Linked DNA regions of Drosophila melanogaster: region 1 is linked to region 2. Evidence: chromatin contacts called from public Hi-C data. All regions are on one chromosome and are shown on one strand. The core of a region is the stretch at or near the end of the contact, and the rest is flanking DNA. Distances in the headings are between cores, read along the strand shown. Region 1 holds the start of CG10077. Region 2 holds the start of Sbds (SBDS ribosome maturation factor).

The links. Hi-C and Micro-C count contacts between places; a contact is called where the count stands out from the background.
Region 1: a contact with region 2 is called in a Hi-C map of the S2 cell line, with 5 times the contacts expected there. A contact is called at or near these places in 9 of 107 Hi-C or Micro-C datasets (the D17-c3 cell line, the Kc167 cell line, the OSC cell line and 5 more) and 4 of 7 datasets of targeted methods (the Kc167 cell line and the S2 cell line).

The regions. Positions count from the first base shown.
Region 1 is chr3L:6,952,373-6,958,165 of dm6, forward strand. CG10077 reads right to left here and starts at 3,532. Exons shown (of 5, transcript NM_139805.2): 1 at 3,394-3,532; 2 at 3,009-3,124; 3 at 1,401-2,797. The coding sequence starts at 3,016. CG9948 reads left to right here and starts at 3,619. Exons shown (of 2, transcript NM_001274563.1): 1 at 3,619-4,025; 2 at 4,082-5,068. The coding sequence starts at 3,863. The coding sequence ends at 4,575. Uqcc1 (Ubiquinol-cytochrome c reductase complex assembly factor 1) reads right to left here and starts at 5,736. Exons shown (of 4, transcript NM_139807.4): 1 at 5,593-5,736; 2 at 5,291-5,479; 3 at 4,980-5,231; 4 at 4,574-4,912. The coding sequence starts at 5,649. The coding sequence ends at 4,631.
Region 2 is chr3L:6,751,633-6,758,357 of dm6, forward strand. Sbds (SBDS ribosome maturation factor) reads left to right here and starts at 1,281. Exons shown (of 2, transcript NM_139800.3): 1 at 1,281-1,605; 2 at 1,686-2,397. The coding sequence starts at 1,475. The coding sequence ends at 2,313. It overlaps velo (veloren), which reads right to left and starts at 1,120. Exons shown (of 9, transcript NM_206286.2): 1 at 513-1,120. It overlaps Ist1 (Ist1,), which reads right to left and starts at 4,865. Exons shown (of 5, transcript NM_139801.3): 1 at 4,591-4,865; 2 at 3,788-4,526; 3 at 3,441-3,491; 4 at 3,113-3,175; 5 at 2,385-2,861. The coding sequence starts at 4,772. The coding sequence ends at 2,643. Rsph3 (Radial spoke head protein 3) reads right to left here. Exons shown (of 4, transcript NM_168180.2): 2 at 6,388-6,478; 3 at 5,887-6,302; 4 at 4,997-5,822. The coding sequence ends at 5,300.

The DNA.
Region 1 (5,793 bases), core at 2,282-4,781, 200 kb after region 2:
TGTGTATATAACTTTTTAACTTTGAACGGGTTTTTTTCTTTTTTGTCTAGTTTTGCCATTTGAAAAATCGAAGTCCATTTCATAAAGTGCTGATGATATTTTTGTTCACACACAAATTTAGGTATTATACATAGAGTAAGGAGCGACGTAATATAGTATACTAGGTACTTTATGATACATAAATAAGCTACAGAAAATTATCATCAGTCAACAAATACTTGGGCCGCAAAATGTTGCAAATGTTACTCAACACATTAGTTACTTCACATTGTTCTAGAAACTAAATAAAAAAAAAACTTAAGATATATATATATAGTTATAGTTAAGGCACGGTTTAATCGCTTTGGATTAAAGGTTAATTTCTTTTGGGTGCACTGAGATTACTCTTTAGTTTGGGTTTTTTGTTTTAAGATTATTTTGCTGGCCATTGACTCCTTGACTGACAGTAAATCGCTTTTTTACAATTAAGTTACTCAAAATGTGATTGACGAGACACAACTAAAAACTATGAGCAAGAGAGCAACAAACGAACTAAAAGTAACAACATCATATAACCAGCAATGCATGGAGAACAAACACATTCCCCTCATTATTTGAGCCCACACCTTTTCTTCGGATTCGTAGAATCATTCAGCAAACTAAAGGGTTCAATAAGTTAGACTTAATGGTCCACCCGGCATCGAACCACTCGAAAATGATTGAAAAATAATAAATGACAATTTTTCGGCTGCCTACAGATTTGAACATGCAATTTAAAAAAAAAATACAAGCGGTCCTTTCCGGTTTTCACGTTTACCAAATAACATTCTTTGATAGATGGTAACCAGTAATGAGCTCATTTAACTCCGCATAGCTACCCAAAACTTCATTTAAAATATAACATAAAATAAAAATTTGTTTACAAATATTTAACCCCCATATCTAACCCCAGTTAATTTCGAACACAGCTAGGCGAAGATTTGCGCTAGAGCTCTTAGATTAGGCTACTGTTTACCCAGCTTAATTAAATTAAAATGAATACAAACAAAAAACTATGAGTATTATTTACACACTGAAGCAAGCGAAGATTCCATCAATGGACCCCAAAATGGGAATCATGCGCTTTCAGCTTCAAATCGTGAATAGCTTGTGAAATCCGGAACAGACCCGAAACGAAAAACCTCCAAAGTTCTGGAAACAGAGCGGAAGGAAGAGCGAAGAGGCTGGGCGGTGTTGGCCGATTCATCGCTGACGGATCGCTGAGACCAGACGAACCAGGAAGGCGTCGACGACGAATCACAAAATAATGAATGAAACCCCACGGGATGCTGATTGATCCACAGGCAACAATTGCTTGGTTACGGAGAGAAAAAACGAAAGTTGGCCCCATTTAGGGCCCCACAAAGGCTACGTATACTCACCGAGTCCGCGGGCAGCCACATCGGTGGCCACCAGTATCGAGTGCCGGCCATTGCGGAAGCTCGAGAGCACAAAGTCGCGCTCCTGCTGCGACTTATCGCCGTGGATGGCGCATGCGCGCCAGCCCTGGCGGGAGATATTGCGCGTGATCTCGTCCACACGCTTCTTGGTTTCCACGAAAATGATGGTCTTGGTCTCGTTCTCCGCCGAGATGTCTGTTAGCAGCTTGATCAGCTTCATCAATTTCTCATTCTCATCGCACACGTCCACGATCTGGAGGATGTTGTGATTGGCGCTCAGCGAAAGCGAACCAATGTTCACCTGTATGTAGTTATTAAGGAATTCCTCGGCCAGCTGGCGCACCTCTTTGGGCCAGGTAGCTGACCACATGAGTACCTGACGGTCCGGTCGGATCTGCTGCATGATCTTTCTGATCTGGGGCTCGAAGCCCATGTCGAGCATACGATCGGCCTCGTCAAGCACCAGATAGGTGCATCTCTTCAACGAGGTGGTGCCGCGCTCGAGGAAATCAATTAGGCGACCTGGTGTGGCAATTACAATCTCCACGCCGCGCTCCAAATCCCTAGCCTGCTGTCCCTTGGGCGCTCCACCAAAGATGCAAGTGTTGCGCACATGCGTGTTGCTGCCAAACTCAATGGCTACCTGCTGGATCTGCTGGGCCAACTCTCTAGTGGGAGCCAGGACCAGGGCGATGGGTCCATCACCGCGCTCCAGGCGCGGCTGGTTATTGATGTGCACCACCGCCGGCAGAACATACGCCAAGGTCTTGCCCGATCCGGTCTGGGCCACGCCCACCAGATCCCGTCCACTCATAGCAATGGGCCAACCCTGGGCTTGAATGGCCGTTGGCTTGGCGAAACCCTGCTTACGGATCTCGTTCATCACGTAATCGGGAAAGCCGCCCTCCTCGAATTCAATACTGGGTGTGGGCACCTGATCGCCCTTGATGGTGATCTCATTGCTGGTGAGGAAGGTCTCTGTTTCACCGACAGTCCTGGCCAGCACCGAATCGCACGGCTTGTAAAAGTTCTTGCGGAATGGCGTAAGATTCACCTCAGACCAAACGATCTTGGGCAAGTGAGCGCCATGATTGGAAGAGCGCTGGCCCCCGTTCTGACCACCGAATCCATCCTGGTTGCGTGGTCCGCCGGGTCCCATGCTAGGACCACCACCGTTCATGCGTCGCTGTCCACCGTTGGCGGGTCCATGACCATTGAAACCTGGGTATGGGGCCGAGCGATTGCGCTGGAACATGCCCGCTCCGCCGGGTCCGCCACCGGGAGCACCACCGCCCATGCGATTGGGCACCATACCGCCGGCTAGGCCACCAGCTCCTCCGCCGCCACCGCCTCCGAAGGCGTTCATCTGTCCGTTGTACCTGCGACGAGCGTTTTGTGCCATAAAATTAGAATTTTGAGCCCTTTAATGCGTTGCCAAAATGTTGAAATTTACACGAAGCGACCTTTTTTTATGTAATTTTCATTTTTTACTGCCATTTTGAATTTATTGATTTTCGACACTCGGCCCCTGGCCGCATGCTAAACCGAAATTTGGGCTTAAAAAATGTGTGCCTGTGTTTCAATACTCACATGTTCATTGCTGGTGTGATGTAAGTGGAAATATAGCTGGCCAAAGTATAGTTTTTTCGGTCACTTTTACAATTTTTCACTCCACAATTTTTTCAGCTTCTACGTCGTCAATAGAGCTGTGGAAAAAATCGGTGTTAATATCGATTGGTTCGATAGGTTAGGTTTTCTGGAAACATCGATTGAATTTTCTAGAAACGATCACAACGAATAGGGAAAAATGTCAAAATATTTGTTAGTAGGAAACTTTTAATATATAAATAATTATTGTGAACGTTTCTAATAATAACAAATTAAATAAAAATAATAACTGAAAAGAATATGGAACACTATTAAGAGCACTTTAGAGCACTATGGTTGCTAGTTTGTAGTTACTTCGTTGTCTAACCAGTATTTTTTTAATGCGGCACCGGTAATTAACAATAAGAACTATTAATTTTTTAAGCAAAACAAAGACGTCTGATATTGTTTGTCTGGAACCTATCGGGTAAAGCAACTTCGATAATAATGGTCAGCAAGAAAAATGTGACCAGCCTATAGAACGACCCAAAAACCAAAGTGTGGACATAAATTGGAATATTACAGTGATCGCTCAATGTAGTTAACCTGTAAATTTCTATCTGTAAAGTAATAACTAATAAACAAGGTTCTAATAATGCAGTTAAAATATAATTTATTATTATGTAATTTCCCTTCATTTGTTAAGTATCTTAAGCCCGCAATTATGACATACAATACGTGCCAAATGGTTTTCGCTTAATCGTAGCTCTGCTGTACTTCATAAGGTAAATAAACATGGCTCAAGCAAGGGATTCTTAATTATCAAGTTCAAGCTAGTTTAATTCAATTTGGTAGCCATGCGCACCAGTTACAAGAAAAACAGACCTTTCGACTTCAAGCTAATTGATCTGGTGGAACCCAATCCTGTGCTCTATAAGAGATCTGGACTCTCGAACTACGATGCCATGAAGGCGAAAACCGATATCTGGGCTCGCATAGCCGAGATGATGGGCTGTGATGGTAAGTCAGCTAATAAAAGAATAAGATATATATATTTAAAGTTATAATCCTCTTAGTGGACTTCTGCCTGATGCGCTGGAACAATCTGCACTATCAGTTTCGCAAGGAGTTTCGCCGCGCGGACACCAGTGGATCCACCTGGCCGTACCTGGAACGCCTGCGATTTTTGGCCGAGATCCAGCCGCCCTCCAAAGTGAAAACCAAACCCAAAACAAACAAACAGGAGGCGACCATCCAGACGGAAACTCCTGTGCAATTTTTGTGGGACACTTTTGAGGATGGGGATGTTCCACAGCAGTCGAGTACGTTCATAATCGAGGAGGTCATCGAGGAGCCCAGTGAACAGATCATCCAAGAGGAAATCATCTACGAGGAACAAGAGCCCGCTGAAATAATCTCGCCCAGAAGCAGCTTTCTCCAGATGGACCAAATACTGGCCCAACTAAAGGAACCGCAGCGGAGAAGGGCAGAACGAAGGATTACAGCATTTCTGCTCAAGTGCCAGCTGCGTGCCTTGAGTAATCAGTCCGTGGAGGACCTTAGCATCTAGTTTCCAGTTCACATACTCTCAAACTTTATTTTTAAAAAACAGAATATAACTAAGATTAAACCTTGCACTTGTCCAATTCCAACCATGCCACTTTCGGCTTGACAATGAACTGATCGCGCGGCAAACTGTCCAGCATGCTGGCCTGCTGGCGGACGTACTTCACCAGTCGCTCGATCTGCGCGTAATCATCACAGTTCATCTCGAAGAAGCGGCGCCACAAGGCGCAGGCCAAAACCCGATCGTCGGACATGATGCCCTCGTCGTAGGCGATTAGGGCCGCTTGGAACTGCTCGGATAAGGTCTCGATTTGCTGACGGGTGCGTGAAGGATTGTGAGCCTGTTGGGAAACACATATGAAGAGCATAAAGATTATATATATAAAGGTGAACTAAAGTAAAACCTACTCCCAATTTCTTGGCGCGTGTGTTAACATCTCCCCACATCGCCTCCACAATGCAGTTGCGCAGGAAGCGTCCATCCTCGCCCGTTTCGGAGCCCTCGGCCATGGAGCGCATCAGGAGTAGCCAAACATGCAGTTCGGTGACCAAGAACCAGGAGTTAAAGGTATTGGGCAGATTGAAGTCGCGGAAAAAGGTCACATAGTTGATCTTGTCGGCGACGCTTTCGTACAGCAGATGACTGGTTACCTTGAGGCGCTGAAATGGGATCACTTCGATGAATATTAATCAAATGGGCAAAGTAATCCGAGTCCTACCGCCTTTGTGTTCGGTGTGAAGCCCACTTTGTTGAGCACTCTCTTCAGAATACCGCCTTCTGCGGCTTCCGCTGTGCCGGGTTTCGTTTTATTGGTATTATCCACAACGCCGGTGGATGAACACAAGCGGCATGGCTGCTCCAGCAGTCCCAGTATCGCTGGCCTGTGCTTATACGTATGTTGTGTTGCCTATAATATGTTTAATTTAAAAATTTTATATCCGTTTATATAAGAGTTGATGGCGGTGCATTCGGATGACCGTGTTTTGACTAAATAAAGTACAACCCCTGCTTTAAACATACCCATGCGGTTCTCGCTAGGCCGCCGGCCAGTCTTGCAACTGCACGAGTGCACTGCATTCTTAAATGTATCCTAAATTTACTAAAACAAAATCGTTTAAAAAATCCAATTGCACGCGACAACAGACTAAAACAGCTGATCGTAACGGGGCTGCCAACTTGGGTATAACGACATGTTAACAGTGACTTGCTAACATATGATTA
Region 2 (6,725 bases), core at 31-2,530:
AAATTACATTACAACAACAATGCACCTAGATAAAGAAAACGTTAACTGGTTAAACTTTGCACTGTATGTAGCATAATTAAGATACTTAAACATTTTGTGTACTCTTTAAGGTTATATTTTTGCGTCTCAGTATGAGGACATCGTTAATTCCTTCACATTTATTTTAATATAACCTCGGTAAGGAATATAAGTGTTAAAGTATAAAATTAAATAAGAATGCAAACAAGTTTTGTCACTTTTGTGAGAATTTTTGCTCTTTTTTGCAGGCGTTGCATTTTTGAGACTTTTACAGAGCCCTCAAGAACAACACACACACAAAATCGCAGTAGAAAAATGTGATTTCTACCATTTTCCGAGCAGAAACTTGTACAATATGCGGTTGACCAATTGTATAAATTAATTCCTATGTAATTTTGCAATATATTTAACTTTTTTAAGGCACATTTATTATACAATTACAGGTCACTTTTTGAGCATAATTTTTTTTTTGTTGGCATTCCCAACCTACACACCTCCGTTAATCTTACGAGAATGGGAACTTTTTGGAGCCAATCGCTGTGCCCTCGGCTCGATCCAGTTGTTCTTTGATTAGATCATAATCGCGCTGTCTTTTTACAATAAACACACGTTAATTATTCGCGTTTTTGCTTGAAACCCGTGGCTTTCTTTCTTGCAATAAAAATGGCGTTCACCATTAAAGGCAGCATTTGATATTTATTTTATCTGGCAATGACGAAACGCGAGCGCCCCCTGGCGGGCCCATCAGCTGTTCATAAACATTTTGCAGCGTTGCTTTGGGCCGCTGATTTATCGATGTCTGCCTTGTGCCGTCCTCTTCGCCTAATGTTTAGAGGTCCCTCTGTTTGGCATGTAGCCAGTTTAAAGGGACCACTAAACGGTCGAGCCACTGGAGTTGTCTTAAAATCTTTAGTTTTTCGCACTGAACGCGCTGTTTCGGTGATTTCCATGATTTTGTTGCACATTATGCTGTTATTTAGCGAAAGGCGATTGATAACGATTTTTAGCGACCGTTGATATCGCGGTTTTGAGCACTATGTGTTTTGTTGTTTGCTGCGCGCTCTGGCGAATTGGGTGAGGAAGAAGAAGAAGAAGAAGAGTGGCGAAGGAACAACAACAACGTCGTTGTGATGGTAAAACGTCGATAAGTAGAAAAACTCGATAGCTCGGAAAATTGTGGGTAGCGGTGAAAAAAATTTCAACAAAAAAAATATACATAAATAAAATCCATCTAAATATATATATTATAAGTATGTTTTTAATAGAAAGCTGTTATGCAGTTTTGTATATTGTGAACAAAATTTTTTATCAAACTGTACATCAAAGGAAATTTCAATGATTTCACAACTACGGGATATATAAATGTTTGATTTTTTGCCATTCATCGTTTGGTTCGATCGAAAGTGTTTTGGTTTACTTGCACATCGCTAATTCCGCAGCTTGTATTTTAACAACAATGTCCAAAATATTCACGCCCACAAATCAAATACGCCTCACAAATGTCGCCATTGTGAGGCTAAAAAAAGGTGGCAAGCGATTTGAGATCGCCTGCTATAAAAATAAGGTTCTTTCGTGGAGGAGCAACAGGTAACAGCCGCTAAATGCAACACGTGCAGATTGTGAAATAGGCTTTACCTAAATCTAATTACTTTATTGTATATGCTTAGCGAAAAGGACATCGATGAGGTCCTGCAAACCCATACCGTGTTCACCAATGTCTCCAAAGGACAGGCGGCCAAAAAGGACGAGCTGCAAAAGGCCTTCAATAAAACAGACGAGACTGAGATTTGCAAGGAGATCCTCAGCAAAGGAGAACTGCAGGTGTCGGAAAAGGAGCGCCAAAGTTGTCTGGACACGCAACTAAATAGTATAGTTAATTCCGTGGCTGCGTTGTGTGTAAATCCAGAGACGCGTCGTCCATATCCCGCCTCCATCATCGAGAAATCCCTGAAGGATGCCCACTTCTCCGTTAAGATGAACAGGAACACCAAGCAGAACACACTGGAGGCCATCAAGATTCTCAAGGACCATATGCCCATCGAGAGGTCGCGCATGAAGCTGCGCGTTAGCTTTGCTGGAAAGGAGGGCGGTGGCAAGCTCAAGGAATCGGTGGTCAAGTTGGCCAACGCAGTGGAGCACGAGGAATGGGACGAGGCCACCTTGCACTTAACCTTGCTCATAGATCCTGGCCAATATCGTGTCATTGATGAGCTGGTAAGGAACGAAACGAAGGGTAAGGGACTGCTGGAGCTGCTCGAGCTGAAGGAAGTGGTGGAGAGCGAGGAACTCTTCTAGGCAATACAATCCCTTTAAAATTTTTTGTTTTTCTTTGTAATCTTGTTGATATTTATGTGAAACATAAAGCTGATAAGTACACAGAATTTAATCTGTTAGTATTTTAATCTTTAGGCTGTTTTTAGATGAATCAAGATTGCGAATATGAAAAGCAATAGGTCAACCATCTTTCAATTCAGATTATACATTTTTGAAGTCTGATTAACTACTTAATCGAAAAAACAAAATGATCAATAGTTCCTTACACATATACGTGATTATTAATGTAGAACAGGACAGAGATTATAACAAATATACTGTAGACTTAAAAGGTGATCTGCTGGCCAGCTTTACTTTCGCTTCTTAAGGTTCTCGAAGCGACGTGACAGGTCATCGAAATCAATCTCATCCTCGTCGTTCTTCTTCTCGGCACCTGCGCCCGGAATATCTGGCAGATCGTTGGGAACGTTGGGCAGCGAGGGGAAGTCCAATGCCGGAGGAGCACTTGGTAGCGTGGGATTACCCGGTGGCAGCTTGGATCGGGGTTGTGGTTTCGGTTTGTTGGCATTCTGCGAAGGGTAAAGTAAGTAAGCAAATTAATAAATGTTTTTATATTGCAAAACCTAAAGAAACCTCATTTTCTGATGCTTTATAGCCATATAAAATTTAGTAAATAAAGTGTACATTGTACAATTTAGTGTTAATCGGGGTTTCTTAAATCAAAATTTAAATCTTTGGAAATTTTCAGAAAACTTAGGTTTGATGCTATAAACGTAATAATAAAGTATGTGCTTGGTTTGATCAAATCCAATGTCCTGACCTGGAGATTTACAGGATTAATGGAGGTGTAACGCGGCGGCGGATCATTTTCGGGTTTGGGGCGCTGTTAGGCAAAATTAAAGAAAAGATAAGGCAAATAAAAAATGAAAACACTGGCATAACAAATCAATGGGGAACATCAAGACGAGCGAAATGATAACACTGGACAGTAAACTATGAATCACTTGGATGACTGGACTTACACAGAGATAGGCAAGAGCGGTGGAGGAGAGCCCATAGAAGCGTTTTTCGTTTGTTTAGTGGTGATAGCAGAACGATAAGCGAGTTAGTTGTTGGCTTTAACAGCATTCTACACAGAGATAACCTACCAAAATATTCTCATCCGGGCTGCCCGAGCCATCCGTGTTGTTCGCTTCACGCTGCAACAGCCCAAGATTCATGCAAAACATGCCAAAGCTTACTTATTAACTAAATTTTCATAAAGGATATATGTATACCTTTACTGCAGTTGCAATCGAAAGTGTCACTTTATGAGGCCAATAGAATAAGATGTTAGTAAAAACTGGCTTCAAAGCGATTAAGTTGGCGCAATAATTAGCTAATACTATTCGAGTGATTCAAACTAATTTATAACTAATGTGATTGCAACTGCATAAACTATAAATATCCCCTTTCCATCTGTGTTGCAATGAGACAATTAGACAAGCATATTTACATCGATAAAGTTGGTGTTCAGATCCTTCTCCTCGGCACATTTGGCAGGCAGGACTGCATGCGTTGGCGGCTGATTGGGCGGTATATTGTAGGCAAACGGCGGCGGTGCCTGCACGGGATGGGGTAGAGCATATGCACCAGCTGGAGCTCCACCTCCTCCGCCGCCACCACCTCCACCGAAGGGTGGGTAATTGAAGGGCTTTGCGCTCGGTGGCATCGGCATGTCGGGCAGTGCTGGCATAGCCGGATAGCCAATGAAGCCCATTTGTGGCGGCGCAGCACCACCGCCGCCAGCACCTCCGCCTCCGCTCAAGTTGTTCCGATCGGAGAGGTCAATCAGATGCGGCTGCTGTGGCTGATCCTCCTGCATAACCTGCGGATCCGGTTCGTATTCGATGTTGTAGTTCTTGGCAATGGCAATGAGGTAATTCTCCACCAAAAGCTTGGGTGGTGCCTGCAGCGTCAGCTTGTGCATGAGTTTCTCGGACACATAGTGCTCGCCAGTGGCGGTTCTCGATTGCTCGGCGAACTGTGGACCGTATTTGGTCACAAATATGTCCGATATGATCTTCAGCTCGGCTATATCGCTCTGTAGGCGGGGACACACCCAAACCAAGCTGGCCACCGGCTCAGCGATCCCTGTGTCCAGCTCCTTCATCTGGGTGATGAGGCCGAATCTGGCGAGCAACAGGTCGCAGTACATCTCCACCATTTCCATTGCCTCCACCAAGTAGTCCTCCCTATGATGTACGATATATACGATATATGGAGGTATAAGAATGGCTCATATATTCCTGCACCCACCTAATGATGTGCTCCACGCGAATCCTCGCCCTTTCCGTTTTGCCCGTGGCCAAATAGTCGGCTATTTCCTTCCTGGACTTTTGCGTCAGCTCCGCCTTCTTCTTCTCCAGCAATTTCAGGCGATTGAGAGCCAATCGAAGATTGGTCTTCAGTTTGTTGTAATTGGGGCCGCTGGAAAACATCTTCACTACACCCTGGACTTCCGAATTAGTTGTGAAAACAAGGAAATTCGGTCAGTGGTGATTCATTAATTCGGTATGGAAAAAACAATGTGACGTCACGTGCAGTGTGACCGTACATGCAGACCCCTTAAATACCAAGGTAACATTGAAATTTCAAATTGCTTGGCTCTATTAATATTTTAATTTAATTTAACAACCGTTTAAAATATTTTCTAAAATGTTTTGTTCGGCTTATTTTGTTGAGCTTTATTGGTTGAATTTTCGGTAACACAAAAACCTTTAACAAGTATCCAGTTTACAATATGCCATTCCATTTTTTCGATGCCATTTCGCCGCCGCCGCTATGCAATTGTGTTTGGCGCCCAGGCTCGATTCGAATCCTGCGGCGAATTGAGTTCTTCACCAGACACAACCACAAAGTTGCAGCCAACCTTGATTTAATAGCAGGAGTGTGTTAGTGTTACATGTGTGCGGAATCAGTATCCCACTCGAAATATATATATGAACTAAAACTCGAACGCAATCACTTAGAGATGAGGAGCCGGTGGTGGCGGTTCGGGGCACTCCTCCATTTCCGTTTCCGATTCGCAGGGACACGCCTCCATCTCATCGATGGCACAGCCCTCCTCCTCACAAACGCCCGCATCCGGTCCGGATGGTTCCGATTCAGGTTCCTTGTAGCCGGCATAGATCTCGGCACGCTGCTTGATAATCTCCTGAATGATGGCGGTGAGAATCTCGCGCGAGTCCACTATATGGCCCACTTCCTCGGCCACCTCGGCGGACAACCACGGGCAGACGCTCTTCATAAGCTGCTCCTTCTTAACGGCATCGCTGGCCGGCTCAATGTTCTCCAGCACCTCCGGCACCAGACTGGCAATGTGTCCCTGGAGCAACTTGGCCGCCGTCACGCTCTTCTGCATCTCAGCGTCCAGCTCCTTGGCAATCGCATCTTGTCGCAGGCGACGCTCCTTCTCCGCCTGCAAGCGCAGCTCCTCAGCCTCCAAACGGCGCAGCTCGGCCAGTTCCGCCTCCCTCTGGGCCAGGAATCTGTGGGTAACACAAAACGCCATTATAGTAATCTGAAGATTTACTTTACACTTTTTATACGTACTCTTCCTGTTTGCGTCGCAGACTGGACAGTTCCATCTCGTGAGCCACCTCCAGCATGCTTTGTTCAATGCAGGCGTCCACCAGGACATCGATGATTGGCTGCGCCTCGGCATCGAAGTGGAAGAGTTCGCCCTCACCGATCTCGGTGGCCACATCCACGCCCACCTTGGCCGGTATGAACGGAGGCGTCGGCGGCTTCTCGAGGAACAGGTCCGTCTGCGTGTCGATGGTGAACTCCGGCGGACGCTGCACCAACTTCTCCAGATACTTCTCCGTCTGTATGGTCTCGTGCTTCCGCCCCTTGACCGGCGGCGGTGTGCCCAGGACATTTCTCTGATTGCGGCACTGCATCGTCCGTTTGCGCAACATATTGCGACGCCTCAATTCGGCGGCCTTGTCGAAGGGATCCACATCCGTCTGGAGAGGAAGCAAAAAGTGGATTAGTCGTAGGTCAGGGCTGCCAGAGCACTGAGCTAAGCTGAGCTGAACTGATGGGACTTACCACCAGAGAGGCGTTGCCGAAGTTGCTGCCCTTTATGACGCGACGGTCGTACATGACGTTCTTGTAGGGTTCCGGCGGCGGGACGACGGGTCTGCAAGAGGAGCAAAGTGGAGAAGCGGGCATGGAGTTGCCCAGGTGGGAGCCACCAATTAGTAAGCCTCGACCCAGTTCAACAAACTGCTCATGCAGCAAAAAAGCTGCAGACTTTTTGAAAAGGTTCGTAAATGTGCAACTTAAAAGGATTACTACATAAATGGTTAAGTTCTCTAATAAATATGATATCTATGTATGGATAAATATTGTAATTGCTGCTGGAAAAGCAAGTTAAAAGTGTATGA